Linked DNA regions of Danio rerio: region 1 is linked to region 2. The links are chromatin contacts, called in public HiCAR-type maps. All regions are on one chromosome and are shown on one strand. The core of a region is the stretch at or near the end of the contact, and the rest is flanking DNA. Distances in the headings are between cores, read along the strand shown.

What was found. HiCAR-type assays count read pairs that join an accessible place to other places.
Region 1: a contact with region 2 is called in a HiCAR-type map of caudal fin, with 3 times the contacts expected there. The contact joins the promoter of hoxd4a here to the promoter of si:rp71-78h1.1 in region 2. A contact is called at or near these places in 1 of 18 Hi-C or Micro-C datasets (embryo) and 3 of 4 datasets of contacts at active chromatin or transcription factors (caudal fin, embryo and gastrula embryo).

What each region holds. Positions count from the first base shown.
Region 1 is chr9:1,947,207-1,949,906 of GRCz12tu, reverse strand. hoxd4a (homeobox D4a) reads left to right here and starts at 1,328. Exons shown (of 2, transcript NM_001126445.2): 1 at 1,328-2,024; 2 at 2,417-2,700. The coding sequence starts at 1,556. It also overlaps a transcript of hoxd3a not described here.
Region 2 is chr9:1,863,316-1,866,015 of GRCz12tu, reverse strand. si:rp71-78h1.1 (a long non-coding RNA gene) reads right to left here and starts at 1,260. Exons shown (of 2, transcript NR_187361.1): 1 at 1,215-1,260.

The DNA.
Region 1 (2,700 bases), core at 79-2,578, 84 kb before region 2:
TTTCTTAGTGAACATTGACTTTTTTATTGCTGTCGATGGTTACTTGATGGACGTTCAACTAGGCCTATTGAACATTTCCATCTCACAAACGTTCTTCACACTAAAGAAAATGCTTGTTTGGCGTAATGCAATGTTTGGTCAATTATAAACAAACCCAAAAATTGGGTAATTTCTTACTAATTTAATTTAAATAACATTTTTAACCAAAACGTTTGGGTTTGTCTATATTTGACCCAACGTTGGAATACAACAACCCAGAAATTTAATTTAATTTAAATTCAAACGAATGTGTGGAATGTTCTTCACATTAAAAGAACGTGTTCTATTAAGAGCTTTGAACTGAATGGAATCCCAAAAGGGTTCTTATTCTACACTGTTAACAAATCCTGGTTGCCTTAATTTTTTTTTATCAAATTAACCTTAAGAGTCCAAAAATCCTAAATCAAACAAAAAGTGCTCAGATGTAGCTTAACTAATGCTAACTCTGGGTAAGGGATTTAATAGAATAAACTACAAAAATCAGTCCAAGGTACTCGAAAAAATTTGATTTTTTTTAAAGTAACCTTATGAGCTTTATGAGTCCATTGAACTTATATTATGTCAAACTGACTTAAAACCGCTTGCGTAGCTACAAAGTTAGGTTAGAACATGATTAACTTAGTTTATAAAAATGAAAACACATGATGTCATGACTAACTGATCATATAATTTTCTACAGTGTCGAATATTACAATCAAACCCCCATTTTTACACTTTTTATAAAGGTCTCCTGAACATTTTAACATTTTAAATACCAAATCCTACAGTTTAGTTCTTCTTAAAAGACGCAGGGAGCAGTAATTAACATTAGTAATATTTTTGTATGAATGTTAACTCACTTTGCTCCCTGGTCTTACCTTATGAGCTGCCATACGATTATTTTCTTTTATGTGCTGTTTGATTATTGATTGGCACGGCGCATTGATGGCGAACCAGGGCGCCCTATACAGCGAGCTGAAAGGATGAGAAGCGCTGGAACGATGAGACTCCAGTAACTTCTGTGTGACCTCTACATGACAAAGACGGTCTTCATCAATTGTCTGCAGGCTTTATGCGTCTCTTTTTGTGCCCTGGACCGTTTTTATCTTTTGTATTGTTTTGTTTTTACCAGTCAAAATGCCTGGGCTGGGTTTGATTTAGCTTAGTTGAATATTAATTTACAAAAAATGTTATACACTCACACACACATGCTTGGTTATGTGGCATGAGAACATGTTTTTATGATAGCATCTAATGTGTAAATAGAGATCCTCCCATATGATGATGAACAATTGGCTATTGCATGAGTCCCAGCACTGCTTTCCTCCTTGTCTCTTTCTTTTATATGGGTATTTAATCAATAAAATTTTATATTGTGTTATTTCCATCCTAATTGAGAGATAATGTGAAGTTTGTAAAAATCACTACTAGGTGTGCACAGCTTCTTCTCGGTTGATGAAGTCCCTCCACCTCGATTGGCCAAGCTGGTCACATGGTAGGCTAACTTTATTCAGTTGACAGCAAGTAGGAGGGCTTTATGGAGGGAGGAAAAAAAGACAACTCGAGAAAAATTAGTATTTCCTACCTTCAGAAATTAATGGCCATGAGTTCGTACATGGTGAACTCCAAGTATGTGGATCCCAAATTTCCTCCTTGCGAGGAATATTCTCAGAACAGCTATATACCTGAACAGAGCCCAGGCTACTACAGTCCGTCGCAGGACACTGATTTCCAGCATCCCGGAATCTATTCACGGTCAAACTACTCTGAACAGCCTTACAGTTGTAGCACTGTCCAGGGCTCGTCGGTGCAGCCGCGGGGTCATGTGCAGGATCAAGCCAGCACCCCTAGCCCTTTCCCTGCACAGACAGAGCAGTGTCCCGCGGTCCAGATTTCCGGATCGAGGACTGGTGGACAACAACAAAACACAAAGACCCAGAACGGGATACCAACGAAGCAGCCTGCTGTAGTTTACCCGTGGATGAAGAAAGTGCACGTTACTACGGGTAAGATCCACTCTCTTTGCTGTCTGCTCGCATAGGCCATCCCTATTCTGCTGTTTTAGCCACAGTTAAAATCATTGAGTGAAATATTTATGGGTTCCTCTGAAGGGGCCGCCAATTACACCAGCCATAAATTTTTATTGCTTAGGAAATAGGCCGCTAGCTGTGTTGGCCACTCTTGCAGTATTGAGAGTCCACTTGGCCCGAAGCTTTGATTTAAACAATTTAGCCATGATAAACTTTTTTATTTTTAAATCACAGACACTTAAAATCTGCTATTTCACTTTAAAGAAGTGCTTGTTACTTTTGGTAAAAGTTTAGATATTTGAAAATGAGTGGATCGGATATGTTTGCAGATTTTGTTTAATGCAAAAGTGTGATTTTGTCCTTCACAGTGAACCCGGATTACACAGGACCTGAACCCAAACGTTCTCGGACAGCCTACACAAGACAGCAGGTTCTCGAACTAGAGAAGGAGTTTCATTTTAACAGGTATCTAACAAGACGGCGTCGCATCGAGATCGCGCACACACTCTGTCTTTCTGAAAGACAGATTAAAATCTGGTTTCAGAACAGGAGAATGAAATGGAAAAAGGATCACAAACTACCAAACACGAAAGGAAGATCGGCATCAGTTGGAAATCAGCATGCACAACACGCTCAGAAGGACAGCCAGACA
Region 2 (2,700 bases), core at 11-2,510:
AATTCGGTTAACTAGGCAGGTTAGGGTAATTAGGCAAGTTATTGTATAACGATGGTTTGTTCTGTAGACTATCTAAACAAATAGCTTAAAGAGCTAATAATATTGACCTTAAAATGGGTTTTAAAAAATTAAAAACTGCCTTTATTCTAGCCGAAATAAAACAAATCAGACTTTCTCCAGAAGAAAAAATATTATCAGACATACTGTGAACATTTCCTTGCTCTGTTAAACGTCATTTGGAAAATATTTTAAAAAGAAAAACAATTTCAAAGGGAGGTTAATAATTCTGACTTCAACTGTATGCTGTATATGTGTATATGCGTGTGTGTGCGTGTGTTTGTGTTTTGTGACATATCAGGACACAAATCTATATAATGACATGGGTATGACACAGGTATTACAAAAAGGAAGTGAAATATGAGGACATTGGTGACGTCCTCATTTCTCAAAAAGCTTATAAACCCCACAGGATGAGTTTAATCAGAGTAAAGCTGCACACTGACTCCTGTGATGGTTGGGATTAGGGATAGAGTGGGGTGAGGGCAATACAATATACGGTTTAAACAGTATAAAATTAATGGAAACCTATGTACTGTACTTTTAATGTACCCACTTTTCACAAAAACAAATATGCGTGTGTGCGTGTGTGTGTGTGTGTGTGTGTCTCGGACTTTATATGACTCTGCAGACAGTTTAGAGTAGCCCGTGATTTGACCCAGATTACATCACTTGGAGACAAATTATATCACTTACCTGTACAGCCTGAGAGTGTGTGTGTGTGTGTGCATGTGTGTGTGTGTGTGTGTGCAATGCATGCATTAGTTTTATTGAATTTGCATACTGTATAAGTGTGTCAGTGTACACTGACTCAGACTGGAGTAACTTTTAGCATTTTCCATGGCCATGACTGCATTCATGTAGGAAATGTTTGTTTCTTCAATGTTTTGTTCTGCGAGATCTCACCTTTCTGAACTCTCTGAAGTGGATGAATTTGACAACACTGTATTTGTTTTGTAGAACGAACTTAAATTGTGAGAATTGTTATGTGTTATTGGTTCTGTGGTGCATATTGAATTAATAAATGCATGTTTATACTGCTGTGTGTGTATTATGTGCAATTCCACACAATTTCCATGGAGTTGCTAAATAGAAATGTGCTTTTGTACATTCTTCTTATTATATTTCTTTTATAGGAAAAGAGCAAATGTACTCACAATCGTTGTCTTGGGGCAAATCATGGAGGCAGGACTGCATACTCCTGTAAGTGGTGAGATATTTGGTTAATAATAACACTACTACTGACACTACAATTATATAAAAATATTCATTCATTTTCTTTTCAGCTTAGTCCATTTATTAATCTGGGGTCGCCACAGCGAAATGAACCGCCAACTTATCCAGCATATGTTTCACGAAGCGGATGCCCTTCCAGTTGCAACCCATCACTGGGAAACATCCATGCACACTCATTCACACACACATACCATGGACAATTTAGCTTACCCAATTCCCCTATAGCGCATGTGTTTGGACTGTGGGATAAACCGGAGCACCCGGAGGAAACCCATGCCAACACAGGGAGAACATGCAAACTCCACACAGAAATGGCAACTGGTCCAGTCGGGGCTCGAACCAGAGACCTTCTTGCTGTGAGGCAATTGTGCTAACCACTGTGCCACAGTGGCGCCCAATAATATTAATAATAATAAAAAGATAAAGATTATAGAGTTTTCTGATGTTTCAGTGTTGGAAAAGCATAATTTGGACATAAAACATTTAAAAATTAAATAAAAAATTTAAAAAGCACACTTTAAAACATCTTTAATCCTAAATGTTTTAAATGTTTCACACAAATTCATTAATCAAACTTCTCCATCAACTAGTCCACTTTAACCACTTTAATAAGAGATGTTAAACTGAAAATGTGAACAAATAAATATATATTCAAAAAAAAAGTATTAAGTCAGAAGTCACACTTACTGTGTTCCAATTCGTTGTTTTCTACATAGAACATGAGAAAACTCTCAATATTAAAATGCGAATGTTGTTTGGTTTTCTGCATACTTTATATTATAATTGTTCATGTTCTGGAGAATACACTGTACTCCTGTTTAACTGCTTGGAAACACAAATTTCGACATCCAATGACAGCAACTCAATGCATTTAGGCATGTAGACATGGTCAAGACGATCTGCTGCATTTCAAAGCGAGCATCAGAATGGAGAAGAAAAGGGATTGAAGTGACTTTGAAAGTGGCATGGTTGTTGGTGCCAGACGGGCTGCTCTGAGTATTTCAAAAGCTGCTGATCTACTGGAATTTTCACGCACAACCATCTCTAGGGTTTACAGAGAATGCTCCGACAAAGAGGAAATATCTAGTGAGCGGCAGTTCTGTGGGCGCAAATGCCTTGTTGATGCCAGAGGTCAGAGGAGAATGGCCAGACTGGTTCAGCTAATAGAAAGGCAACAGTAACTCAAATAAGCACTCGATACAACCGAGCTCTGCAGAAGAGCATCTCTGAACACACAACACGTCCAACCTTGAGGCGGATGGGCTACAGCAGCAGAACAGCACACCGGGTGCCGCTCCTGTCAGCTAAGAACAGGAAACTGAGGCTACAATTCACACAGACTCACCAAAACTGGACAATAGAAGATTGGAGAAACGTTGCCTGCTCTGATGAGTCTCCATTTCTGCG